Linked DNA regions of Mus musculus: regions 2, 3 and 4 are each linked to region 1. A link is a contact called in public Hi-C, HiChIP or PLAC-seq and promoter capture Hi-C data. All regions are on one chromosome and are shown on one strand. Each heading gives the region's core, a stretch centred on a gene start, on an enhancer-like site or on the middle of the called end of the contact. The rest is flanking DNA. Distances are from core to core; before and after follow the strand shown. Region 1 holds the start of Zcwpw2 (zinc finger, CW type with PWWP domain 2). Region 2 overlaps Rbms3 (RNA binding motif, single stranded interacting protein). Region 3 holds the start of Plcd1 (phospholipase C, delta 1). Region 4 overlaps Rbms3 (RNA binding motif, single stranded interacting protein).

The links. Promoter capture Hi-C pulls out the DNA fragments that hold promoters and counts their contacts. Hi-C and Micro-C count contacts between places; a contact is called where the count stands out from the background. HiChIP or PLAC-seq counts read pairs in DNA pulled down with a chosen protein or histone mark.
Region 2: a contact with region 1 is called in a Hi-C map of the N1E-115 cell line, with 6 times the contacts expected there. The contact joins the enhancer-like site here to the promoter of Zcwpw2 in region 1. A contact is called at or near these places in 2 of 39 promoter capture datasets (cranial neural crest and hippocampal neurons), 1 of 484 Hi-C or Micro-C datasets (the N1E-115 cell line), 2 of 115 datasets of contacts at active chromatin or transcription factors (astrocytes and large pre-B cells) and 1 of 9 other capture datasets (adipose tissue).
Region 3: a promoter capture Hi-C map of hippocampal neurons shows a contact between it and region 1, with 2.2 times the contacts expected there. The contact joins the promoter of Plcd1 here to the promoter of Zcwpw2 in region 1. A contact is called at or near these places in 5 of 39 promoter capture datasets (the C10 cell line, cranial neural crest, hippocampal neurons and 2 more), 1 of 115 datasets of contacts at active chromatin or transcription factors (astrocytes) and 1 of 9 other capture datasets (adipose tissue).
Region 4: a contact with region 1 is called in an H3K4me3 HiChIP or PLAC-seq map of embryonic forebrain, with 8 times the contacts expected there. The contact joins the enhancer-like site here to the promoter of Zcwpw2 in region 1. A contact is called at or near these places in 2 of 39 promoter capture datasets (the 3T3-L1 cell line and hippocampal neurons), 1 of 484 Hi-C or Micro-C datasets (cortical neurons) and 3 of 115 datasets of contacts at active chromatin or transcription factors (astrocytes, embryonic forebrain and stem cell-derived neural progenitor cells).

The regions. Positions count from the first base shown.
Region 1 is chr9:118,039,142-118,042,255 of GRCm38.p6, reverse strand. Zcwpw2 (zinc finger, CW type with PWWP domain 2) reads left to right here and starts at 1,397. Exons shown (of 9, transcript NM_001378466.1): 1 at 1,397-2,037. Azi2 (5-azacytidine induced gene 2) reads right to left here and starts at 1,734. Exons shown (of 8, transcript NM_013727.4): 1 at 1,298-1,734.
Region 2 is chr9:116,964,448-116,967,676 of GRCm38.p6, reverse strand. All of the region lies in intron 3 of Rbms3 (RNA binding motif, single stranded interacting protein), which reads left to right. Among named protein-coding and RNA genes, the nearest start is that of Gm39452, 230 kb to the left of the region's middle. Within about 2 kb of position 1,871, at least 16 of the 459 cell types and tissues checked have an H3K27ac peak or open chromatin away from gene starts, as enhancers often do. A contact at or near this core is called in the N1E-115 cell line, where this site is marked.
Region 3 is chr9:119,091,773-119,094,854 of GRCm38.p6, reverse strand. It overlaps Plcd1 (phospholipase C, delta 1), which reads left to right and starts at 1,353. Exons shown (of 15, transcript NM_019676.3): 1 at 1,353-1,497. The coding sequence starts at 1,464.
Region 4 is chr9:116,806,066-116,809,234 of GRCm38.p6, reverse strand. The region is part of intron 5 of Rbms3 (RNA binding motif, single stranded interacting protein); the gene reads left to right. Among named protein-coding and RNA genes, the nearest start is that of Gm39449, 280 kb to the right of the region's middle. Within about 2 kb of position 1,349, at least 88 of the 459 cell types and tissues checked have an H3K27ac peak or open chromatin away from gene starts, as enhancers often do. A contact at or near this core is called in astrocytes, cortical neurons, embryonic forebrain and 1 more, where this site is marked.

The sequences.
Region 1 (3,114 bases), core at 148-2,647:
TAAAAATCATATTATTTCCCTCAGTAAGCATGGCATGCTCTGGTACCATTACCGAAGCACTTCTGCTAGAGGCACTTATATGCTAGAAACTGTGCTCCCCCCCCCCCCCCTTTTTTTTTTCTTGAAGATGTCTCACTTTGTAGCACTGGCTAGACTGCAACTCAAGACTCCCCAGTGCTGGGATTATTAAAAAAGCATGTGCTACCACCCCCTGACTTGTTCTTAAGAATTCATTAAATCAATGTAAAAAAGCACTAAGATGGGTAAGCACTCTTCAATTTACAGATGAAGTAATTAAACATACAAATTAAGTTGTCAACTTCAGAGCCAGCCTAGCTCTTAGAAATTATAACTGGGTGCCTTGGAGGGTAAGCAAGCCCTGGACTTCAGAAAAGGGGGAAGGAGAAAGTCAGAGTAAGCAGCCTTCTCCTCAAGAGAGGAAGTGGAAAACTCGATGCTTACACATCTGGGCTATCCATCTAATCCACTGGCATTCCCACGACAGCAAGCTGCCTTTTAGACATCAATGAATCTCTCGCATTTACATGAAAACGTCCATTTACAAACCTAGAGCATTCAACACTCTGTAGCCATTCAGCGAATAATTCCAATTGTTTTCCATTTAAGACGATGGAGTGATCACTACAGACAGGGTAAGGAGAACATTTTTTGAGAACTAGAAATGAAACTGTTTTAAGATTTTGTTCAATCCAACTTAAAATTCAAACGGGGGTGGGGTGGCTCTTCTGTACTTAAGGATTAGAGGTCAATTTCAGTCTCAGTATGTCAATGTTTTTGATCATCACATGGTATTTCTGATTTCTAGTAGCTTCCATGGGTATTTTATCTCTCTTTCTGAGTATTCCGAGTTCCTTGCGAGGAGGACCACTGTTAGCCTGCCTTGCAACCCAGCCGGAAAACGGGACTGAAACATGCAAGTTAGACTGATGGTCACTCCCAGACGCCACCGGCACTACCCACGTCCCTCTTTCCCTCTCCGATATAAATGCCACCCCAGTGCAGGAAATAAAACTGAAAGCGTTCCCAGCGAGTCAAGAGCACGGACCGAACTTGAGCAATCCCCGAGCGGGAAGGCAAAAAAAAAAAAAAAAAAAAAAAAAAAAAGCCCGTGGAAGCGGGGCTGTGGGATGGCAGGGACCAGGGATGCTAGACTGGGCCGCTCTGAACAGCAGAAGGGCGCCGGGGACAGAAAGCGAAGTGCGTCTGGCCAGGCGACAGCCACCAGGCCCCTCCTGGCTGTCTCCACCGTCCGGGCGAGCGCGAGCGATCCACTCACCCTGAACCCTGGCTACGTAGGGCGGTCCCCAAGGCCACCGGGTTTCGCTTCCCCAGTGTTTGGAAGCCGGCTGAAAACAAACCGGGTCGCCAGGGGTCACCACGGGCTTCCGGTTTCCTCGAAGACGCCACCGCTTCCCCCGTCAAGGTGGCCGTCACAGGTGCACCGAGGGAGTCCCATGTCTTCCGCCGCGGCTCCCGCAGTCAGGGGCCCTGGAGGTCACAGAGGAACCGAGCAGGGGCGGCCCGGGGCCGCCGGAACAGGCCCGTTACCCAGCAGCACGCGCGTCAACTCCGGGGTCGCCGGCGCCCGCTGCCCCGCTCAGGGGCGGCGAGGCCTAGAGGGTTCTAGAAGGGTCTACGAACGCCCCGCCGCCCACAAAGGTGTCGCCGCTGCGCACAGGCTGGGTGCCAGCGCAGCGCGACGAAACCGGAAGCCGGACCTGAAGACTATATAGGGTGCCGCTAAGTGGCGCTCTAGCGGGGCGGGGCGTACTACAGGTCCCATGAGCCTCTGCGGTAGGGCAGAGGCGCACTACGAGTCCCGTGAGCCTCCGCGGCGGGGCGTACGTACTACCAGTCCCAGTGGTCCCCGCGGCGGGTGAGGTGTCGCGCCCAGCCGCGGGGAGGCGGAGTGGAGCTGAGACAGCGTCGCAGGCTGGCTGCTGTTGGGCTGAGGCGCGCGTTCAGGGCGCCCTCTAGCGCGTCCTTTCCACTCAGCGGCAACTGGGATTCCGTGAGGTGGGTCCGTGCTGCTCAGCTCAGAGGCGCCTGTCACCGTGGTGCTAACCCGAGAGCTGATGCGTGTCTGGGGCCCCTGGAATCCACGCAGGCCCCGTGTTTCGGGTCGCGTGGCGGTCTCCTTGGGTATCTTTTGAAGCAAGGTCGCTCACTGACTTCATGGGGGTTCCGGGATGCTCTTCTGTGTAGCAGGAGAAAAGGAGCCCATGGCCAACTCTTGACTTGTTCTGGCTCTTAGAGTTGTCTCCTCTCTCGGTTATTTCTAGGTGATAATCCTCCGGGTTTGTTTGTTTGTTTGTTTGTTTGTTTTTTGAGGCAGAGTCTTATGCATCCCAGAATGGCCACAAACACACTTGTTTCCACCACCGGGTGAAGAATTTTAGTCATCTATAATTCTCTCTGTCTGTAGTTTGTTAAATCTTCATATTTTTGTACGTTTGTTTTTTAATTTTAAATTTGCGGCAGGGCCTCAAGTAGCCCAGGCTACCCTCAAAGTCTTGAATTTTTTTTTCTCTGACCTCCTGCTTCTGACTCCAAGGTTTTGGGTTTATACATTACCAAGCAATGCGGTGCTGGAGGTTGAACCCGAAGCCTTGTGCATGCTAGAACATTGAACTGTATGGTGAGGCATAGACAAATTAATTGCAATCTTAGGGGGTCACAGACAGAAAAAGGAGCACAAGTTCTAGATTATTTCTGGTTAAGTAATGTGAGAGTCATAGTTATAGTTAATATTTATTTATTGACAACTAAGAACGCTCATGTTTCTTGGCACTATATTATTTTGTCAACTGAAAACTTAAATTCTGTCAGTGTTCTGTGGAAGGTTTTTGAGTATATAGTTTTTGCCTATGGGTAGATAATTTTTTCACTGGAGTATATTTGGTTTTGAACAATCAAAAAATATGGACCTTGATATAAGTTACGACTATGGCTCAGCTCTCTTAGGGGCAAATATTTATTTTTAGGGTTAGTACAGGTATTATTTTGATAATACCTTGTTTGAGCAATGAAAACCTTTTTGTTTTTCATTGTTTTTAATGTGTGTTATGCTTTGCTGGCATGTGTGTGTGTGTG
Region 2 (3,229 bases), core at 622-3,121, 1.1 Mb after region 1:
TTATGGGCTTTGCTTTCTCTTCCTGCATGCATGGTGGATTCTGAAGATGGGTGTTGACTCTGAGCATCCCACACCAGCCATTTTGGGGATTCACTGAGTCTAAATATAGAGCACAGTATCACAGCTTGGCAGTGGTTCCCCTCCAATCAACGCTTGCTCACTAAGACCAGTACCTCTGCTCTGTGCTTGGGAGAACTCTATCGCCGCTGCCTGTTGTAAGACTGGAGCAAGGGGAGGAAGAGGGGAATGGGCAATCAGAGCTTAGATGGTAATCAGTTCTGCCTACCCAGTGGCCTGCAGTGACAGTGTTCTTATAGCTTGCTCCCATCATAGCTACAAACTCAGTAGGATGTTTTGTGAGTACCCCAGGCCCGTTCCTGCAGCCATCATTCTAACATTACCTTCTCTCTATACCAATGGAAGAGACATGTTGCTCAGATAATTCACAGACATCTATGAATGCAGCCTTTCAGCAAAGAGAGGCTTTCTGGAGGTTGGCCTGAAATTTATATCTACATTGACTGCTTGTTAAATCTCTGCCATGCAATAAAGTAATAATTGCCCCAGAAGAAGGCTAGGTAAACTGTGTGGACACTGAGTCTCAATAACACTTGGGCATTTCACCCGTCTCCTCAATAATGATCTTGATCCTAGTTTTGACTCTCAGTCAGCAGCAGTAATGTCTCCTATTTAAGAAAAGTCAACTGTACATGGTGATTTGGTAGACCCATCTGAACTCGGGTATAGCTCGGTATGATTTCTCAGGCACTATAAACAGAGAGAATGTCCGATTTTCAAGTGGTACTTGAAAGCAAGTTCCTTCACTTGTTGAGTTTGTCTGTCTTGTAACTGTTTTATTCAACCAGACTAAAAATCTTATGTCTTTTACCTAGCCTTTACTTTTTGTTTTTTGTTTGTTTTGTGCACAAATTGTAGTCTGTTCACCTCACCTGGAAACAGAGGTTTGCTTGTCCTTTCCAGGTATTACAGCAGTACTTCTGTATACCTACCTCCTGATCTAACTCACATGTGCACATAAAATGGGATGCAGACACGCACAAACACATGCACACAAACACACACACATATACACAGAGATACATACAAACATATACACACAAACACACACATACACACACAAACACATACAAACATGCACAGAAACACACACATACAAACACACATATACATACACACATAAATACACACACACATACAAACACACACATACAGACACACACAAACAGATACACACATACAAACACACACACATACAAACACACATACACACATACACACATACACACCCCATGTGTGTATCAACCGTTGAATATGTAAAGAGACTTTAATGAAACTCCAAACCCATCTTTGCACAATGGGTTTTGAAGGATAAAGGTCCCTGGAATATGTCACCTCTGACTGCAGGAGACAGACAAAGGGCCCTCGGGTGATACTGTAGAGTTAAGTTGTAATTAATATAGATTATTTCTCTAGAAGGTCATCCCACTGGTAGTGCCATGTAATAACAAAACCTTAAGTAAGCGCAGAAGGTACAAAGCATTTCAGGGAAGCATTGATTAAGCCTGTGGATGGAAGACCGAATTCTCAGAATGACCTAATTATCCCACAGTTCCTTTCCTCCCATGGCGCCACTTCCGCCTAATTGCCAAGCTGCAGGCCTGGTCTCCTCTGACCAGGAAGAAAAACAAGCTCTGGCTGGTGGGGGGTGGGGGTAGGAGGGAACAGTGACATTCAGATCTAATTGGCTTGAACCTGTGGCCAAATTAGATGACATAAGAAGGAGGTGGGTGCGCAGCCACCAAGTTGAGTTTGTCCTGGCTAGCCTTTCCTGGGGTGCTGCAGGGTAGAAAGCACCATGAGCTGGGTGGGGCTGCTCTGCTGCCTTTCTCCTGCCAGCTGCAGGGGCAGAGGTGGCCGTGACCAGACTTAATTATTTGTCGGGAAGGAGAGCAAATTGAAACCAAATTAAAGTGATTTTTATCCCTCACTCAACGCATCGCTGTTTCTTATTAGAGCCAGCCTTGTATGTCATTTTGTTTTCTCCCGGCCGTGATGTAGCTCTTACCCTCGTAAACCTCCAAGACGCCACGTTTTCTTCCAGAATGGAAATATCTTTCACGGTTTCTTGAGACATTTTGACCTCTGGTCCCTCACTTAGACCAGTAAAAGTATACATGAATATCCCACAACTGGAGAGTGTTTACTCGCTCTTTATTCTAAGTCTGTATGCAGAATCTTTTGCTTCTTGTTGGCTTGGAGCCACCCCCACAAGTGTGGGGTCCCTCATTGTCCCCAGAATTCAGTCAAAAATTTCCCGAGAGAAAGCTCAGGGTGCCTTGTGGAAATTGGCTAAGTATGTATAGGAGCACAGCCTCCTGAAGAGCCAGACCTAGATTCTCTAATATACTGTGTGGAGAATGGGACTTGAAGTACAAGGAGGAATCTGATGTGTGGGGCAAAAACATCTCCTGTACTAGCTTTGTCAGCTAGCCTATTTCAGCCTATCTGCAGGTGGCAAAGGCTGCCATTTACAGCTACTTAAGATGTTACATGGTCCTCCTCCTCCTCCTCCTCCTCCTCCTCCTCCTCCTCCTCCTCCTGGGAGGTGGAAGTCCCACCTTCTTCCTTTCATCCAGTAACTGACTTCTGCCTTCTTTATTGACACTATCAAGAACCAACCCTCTACCTGCTGAAGGAAGAAATGAATTCAGGGCTATGATGTGGGAAAGGAAGCAAGTCATTGGGGTGGCCTTGTGGGTTTATAAACCAGCCCCCTTCCTACCTGCTCTCTGCCTGACTGTCGATACTGTGACCAGTTTTCTCCTGTTCTTGCTGCCATGCCTCCCCGCTATGACAGAACTAAGAGCCGGGATAAGCCATTCCCTTTCAGTTGCTTGTGTGGGGCACTTGGTCACAGCACTGACTGAGATACGTAACACACACACAGCCAGGGCGCTTCTTCCTTCCAGTGACTGTGGGTTCTGGGGCAGCATGTCTATGTCTGTGCAGAGGTGCCTGGGCCTGCGCCTTCTTGGATAGGATGTTTTATGAATTGTCTACTTGTTTTCACAAAGCTTGGATCTCTTCTCAGCTTGGTCTCCCCTACTTTCCTACTTCTTGCTCAAAACTACAAAGAAGTCTATAGCGTGCCCTAGTAGTTGGCCAAAAAATACTTCTGAATCGCTGAAATGAGTTTTAGTCATTTCCT
Region 3 (3,082 bases), core at 104-2,603, 1.1 Mb before region 1:
CCTGGCAACCCCAGGCCAGGGAGGGGACATGAGTGAGCTGCAATGCGTGCAACAGAAGCTACATATGTGTCTGTGAGCTTGGAGTACTCAGGAGCAGAGCGTTCTATAAACCCGGCCATGGTCTTTTGTGGTAGAGGGAGAGGCCCTAGTGGTGGGTAATGCCCTGGCTTGGAGCCCAGGACTCGGAGACGGAGATGACAAGAAGAAATGACTCTGGAGATGAAGCCGTGCCAACTGCTGGTGTCAGGAGTTCTTGGTCTCAGGTGTAGGAGAGGAGGCCTGACTCATGGATGCGAATACCTGCCAGGCTCCAGGACAGGACCGAGGGGGGAGGTTCCAAGGCTCAGGGAAGACCTGGAGAGTAGGGCTTTGGAGAAAGAGACGGAAGTCAGGGAAGGAATTTCTCAATTTGCCCCTTCCCAGGCTCTGTCTGCAATGGAGCCTTACTCATTCTTCATGCAGTACAGCGCCCAGCTTGTGGAAAGGAAACCTGGGGGGGGCCTTCCTAGGGCATCAAGACGGGGGTGGGGGTGGGGAGTGGGAGGCCTGAGTGCCAGCCCCACACTGTGGGGGTGCGGGTGGGGTGGGGTGTACATGAACGGCAAGTGATTCTCTAAAACCCAGCCTTAACACTCAGAATCGGGAGACAGCCCATGCTTCACAGGCCACGGAGGCCTGCTAATGCTAGGAGAGAAAGAGCTGAGGAGAGCCCGGCTAGACTCTTCCAGGCCAACTGCCTCCAGTATCGGGACCCTTGCCCAGGCAGCCTCACGGCAGGCCTCCGTCTTCTCCCCTCATTAGGGAGTGAGGGGCCTATACCTGCTTGCTGTTACCCCTACCTTAAGGAAAGCACCTTCAACACCCCCGGAAATGAGACGTCTCTCAGAGCTAAAGAGAGGGGCCCCTCTCTTGAAAAAAAAATCTAGATATTACTCTCCCCAAACGTGGCAATGTGGGCCCGTGCATGCACGCATTTCTTAGAAGACAGACCAGACTGCCTGGCTAATCAGCCGCTTTAGCAGTGATTCCTGTCCCCGCTAAGACCCGATTCTGATTCTTTCCCACATCACCCACAACCCCGGCGAGGCCAGGCGCCCACAGGCAGGGCGTGGGGCCGGCAGCTCGCCGTAATGACAGGGCCTGTGGGTGGTGGCGGTGGAGGAAGCAGGAGGGATCTGACTATTTCTGGCCCTGGCGCACCCAGCTGGCCCGAGCCCCGGCCAGGGTTGGCTAGTCTTCCCGGCCCCCAGCACCGCGTCCTTTCCAGGTCCCCTGGAGGGGGCGGGGAGAAGCGCCGGTTGGCGGGTCCGGGGGGCGGTACGGTGTTCTGGACCCACCCCCGGCCGCCTCCCATCTCAGTTCAGTTGGGTCCCTGCACCGGACTGCGCAAGGACCCCAGGCCGCTTGGTGATTTTGCTCAAGTGAATCACGCCGCGTCCCCTCCTCCGCGCGCCCCGACCGGCATGGACTCCGGTCGGGACTTCCTGACCTTGCACGGTGAGTGTCCCGAACGTAGGGGAGACCCTCGGGAAAGCCGAAATACACCCGGGCGGCAGGGATAACAGCTCCTTCGGCCGCATTTAAACCACCAGAGAGCCAACTCCTTGTCCCCTTGTGGGATCCCAGAAAAACCTCGGCCCGCGCTGGACACAACCTTGGGCGTTTCCAGACTTTCCCCCAAATCTGGCCCAAGAGATCGGGGAGCAATGCTGACATCTCTCGGGGATTTCCCCTTAGCCTGTTCATAAAAGGCTGGGCTCCTGGGTCCAGATGGCACCAAAGGGGTCAGGGAAGGAAAGGGACAGCATCCTTAGCCAAACTCTCGATTCAGAGGCTCCCCAAAACACGGGTGCGCCTGAAGCGAGTCAGGCCGCGCGGGTGTGGCGGATGAGGGTGTAAATGGGTGGGGCGAGGAGGAGGTGTGCAAGTTTGGCTGAAGTCGTTCTGGCAGCCTTCGCTCCCCAGAACAGAGAAAAGCGATGCCAGGGCTGGGAGGAGCAGCGCTGTCTTTTTGCTGACCCTCCTGGTCGGACTGGGCCAGATCTCAGTTAGAACCGCCTGGCAGCTTGGTCCTTTGTCCAGCCGGCTTTGTTTCTTCCCATCTGGGCTAGCTCTTCTCCCCATGCCTGTCCCTCTAGCAGAGAGGGAAAGCGCAGGCTCCTGGCTGCCTGTCTTAGAAGCGTCCAGGGAAGAGCAAGGAACTAAGTGGTATTTACGCACACTCTGTGGGAGGGGCTGTGGGGAGTCTTTCCTTCGTGTCTCCCCAGGTCATCTATTAGCTCAGCAATACCTGCTCCTCTCACATCGATCCACGGTTTCACAGTATTTTTCACTTAACTCGAGTATCCCTGAGATTGTAGGTTCTTGGTTTTTGTTTTTTAATTAAACAACGTGTACTTGTGCTGGAGGGGGTATGGGTGTATGGAGATCAGAGGACAACTTGCAGGAATCAGTTATCTCCTTCTATCTTGTGCGTTCTAGGATCAAACTCAGGTCACTGGGCTTGGCAGCAATTGCCTTTACCCACTAAGACGCCTTGCCTCCTGGGCTGTAGATTTTTGTGTTCACCTGTCCTCCGCTCCACTCCCCCTTGGATGTGTGCCCTGCAGGCAGCCCCCAACCTGTTTTGCATCAGTTGACCTGGACTTTATTGTTGTGGGGGCCCAGTAAGCTTGGGTTTCTAAAAGCCACCTTGTTGGGCTGTGTTCCTGCCCCTCCCACTGTTCCCTCATTCTCTCCAGAGGTCAGAGATGCCCCTACAGCTCCTGACTGGTGGGAACAGAGGGTGGCCGCTCTGAGGGTCACAGTGGAGAGGGGCGGGCTCTCCCCTGGCCGCCTCCCTCTGGCTGCCTCTGACCGCCATAGTGTCATGGAACCTGGGTCATGGAGCAGGCCTCAGTGTCTGTACCCTGGTCCCATTTCTTTCTTGGGTCAGCCCTGGTATCTCCCGTACCCAGGAAGACACAGAGCCTCAGTCTAATACAGCACAGGCTTGGCCAGCCTGGCCCATCCTGTTTGAGCCCAGCCTCCTGGAGTTGTGACTCAGTCCAGCCTTTCCTGCAGGACTGGAATGTACACTGTG
Region 4 (3,169 bases), core at 100-2,599, 1.2 Mb after region 1:
GAAGATAGATGGTGCCTGAGGAATGTCTCTTGATGACTAACCTTTACCATATGAGTGCCATGAGTGCACATGTGAGTGTGTATGTGTACATGCATATGCTGTGCACATACACACACACACACACACACACACACACACACACACAGAGGCACAAACCTAAAACAGATTTTTTAAAAAGAATATTTTTGGTTCTGTGTTCAATCAGAGATGATGCACCTAACCCTCAAGAGACTGGAGGCCCCAGGGATTTTAGAGGTCAGGTGGGGTGGGGGTGGGGACATACGTCCTCATGGAGACGGGTGGGGAGTGGGGAGGAGGTTCGGGATGTGGAGCAGTCGGAGGGTGAACAGGGGCAGGGGATAAAATCTGGAGTGTAAAAATTAATTAATTAATTAATTAGTTAATTAATTAATTAAAAATTTCCCTTGTCCTGGGGACTCACTATTGCATTCTATGCTGCAATGGGTTAAGAAGCAAATGACGTCATTTAATTTTGAAATGCTAGAAAGAGCACACATTTTAGTCATTAAAATTCCTCTGATAGCTTTGACACTTTGCGTAAATCTTACCAGAAATGAGGATGTTTGGCTCCTAAAGTTGGATGCTCCTCCATGTCACCAATAGTTTATCCAGTGCCTGTGATTGCAAAACACCAAACATTTCACAAGAGCGGAAACCTCTAATTAAGCCTAGCATGTGACAATGGAGTGGATTTGTTTTTAAATCCATGGCTTATAATGCTTAGAGCTTTCAGATCGTGACCTGAGAGGACTCTGTTGAGGTGAGAGTTTAGCTGAACATGGGTTTCCACAAGACTTCCTTCCTCTGTGTGTCAAGCCTGATCCAGAACATTCTACCGGTGCTGGAGCAGGTTCTTGTGTGTTTTAGTTTGACTGTGAATTGTGTGAGCTATAATATCAGTTTCCCTCCTCAGTAGTAGTTGTTGAGAAGAAGAGGAAGAGGAGGAATAAGACTTATGAGGAGGAAGAGAGGGAGGAGGAGGAAGAGAAGGAGGGGAGGTGGGTAGAGAGAAGGAAGAAGAGTTGGAGGGAGAGGCAGCTGTAGCAGCAGCAACAACGGAATCCTTTAGTGTGTTTCAAATGACTGAAGCCAGCAGTTATAAGTCATGAGGCAAGAAAGAAACACACCCTTGAACATGTGTTTACATTCAAACAGCAGACCTAAAAAGCCCCCTGAAGCTTTACCCCATGCCTGGCGCCTCCTAAGAGCGGTTAACGCATTGTCCGATGAAGGGTTGACCCCACCCAGGCGCTGTTCTGCAGGGCACAGAAGGGCTCAGCTACTTTCTAGAAGAATGGAGGCACTGTGCTGAGCCAGGATGGCTGCAAGGGGCCTGTAAAGGCAGCTGCTGCCAGTGGGGACTTGAGAGCACTCCTGTCAGCTTCAAGCCTTGCATGGGCCAGATTTCAGAGAGCTTCAGCTGGCAGCTGCACCGAGCACTTAATTGTGAAACTTGAGAGGAAAATAGGCATGTTCTGGCTAATACGGGTATTCACCTACAGGTCTCACTTTTGTTCCGTTTCCAGAACATTGGCTCTGCCTCTTTGTCAGCTCCTGGAGGCACCGAGCCAGTGTTGCTGGGGCAGCTTTGCAATGATCAGGTGTGGCCCCGTGTATCCAAATGAAATTGTCACTGCTGAGTGATACAATGTACCATGCTTTGATGCTGCAAGCTGACAGTCACAGAAAAGTCGTTCATTGCATTTACTCTCTCAAAGAATCTCTAATGGCTCACAGCAGACATCTACTTAGTTAGATCTGAATGAACCCAAAGCAAGCCATCTCCACGGCTACCTTTGTGTTCCTAGAAAGAGCCCCTCATCAGGCCCGCCACAGCTAGAAAATGGCTTTAAGGAAAGATGATCCTATTTAGAACCCAGAAGGGAGACTTGAAACTTTCAAACCGGAGTAAAAATAGGCTGGCTGTGCACGTGGAGTGGATAGCAGCCCATTTTCTTTTTAGCTTGTTCTGTATTCCCCAAATCAGCAATTGCACATTGCAACCTTCAGCTATGTTTGGTCTTCGTTTAGAATTACATGTCATTTTAGGACAAAGAGAAAGGATTTGATTTGTGGGGGGTTTGCAAGCAGCATTTAGTCTCCTTTGTCTGTTATCTGCGTGAGCTCAGTGAGAGACTTTACAGAGAAGGGACTCTCCAGGCACGAGCCTTCTGTCTTTAACTCCAAGAATGAAATGCCCTTAATATACCGTCTGTGGGAGTTAAGGGCTCCCATTTCCTCTCCCATTCATGTGTCTACCCAGGATGAAGCTTTTCTTCAAAGAGGTAACAGTGAGTAGATCTCATGTGGGAAGATAGGGAAACAGAATTAGAATTGCTTTCTTCCTAGAAATGGAAGTTTAAAAAAAAACAAAACAAAACAAAAAAACCTTATAGAAACAGGAAGCATATAGTTTAAGGGTTCCTCTCATTAAATAATGGATGAAATTTTCTCTTTCTTGCTCTGTATTTATATATTTAAATTTACATATTTATTATATTTAAATTTTCAATTATGGGGTTGGAGGGATGAGTCTGTAATTATGAGCATGTATTGCTCTTCCAGAGAACATGAATTCAGTTCCCAGCAGCCACCTGGGGTGGATCACAGCCACCTGTAACTCCAGCTCTGGGGGAATCTCACTCCTCTTTTTTTGCCTCCACAGGTGCTATTCACACACAACCCCTCCCCCCAATATACACTTAAGTAAAAATATAGTAATGAAGATTGAACATTATGGAGCTGGTGTCGGTAGAGGCTCCTTAGTGAGCTTCAGGCCAGTGAGAGATCCTGCCTCAAGAAACAAACTGTGTGCCAGCCAAGGTTTTCCTTTGGTCTCCACACAGATACAAGTATACACACACACACACACACACACACACACACATACAATTGAAGAAACAACAAGACCGTATACAATTAGATTTTTTTGAAAATTCTTGGAAATGTACCTGAGCCATGGCAGCCATTCCAAGGTCAATGTGATGCTGGGAGGTGCTGAAAGTGATCTCTCCGTATGTTAGACATGAGATGCTGACATTGTACACACAGAATAACTCATTGTACAAATATGGGCACTTAGTATTAAAAATAAAAAATTGGAGAATAGTCAAAATTCCAAAATGAAGCAAGGATAGGTTTGCATGCT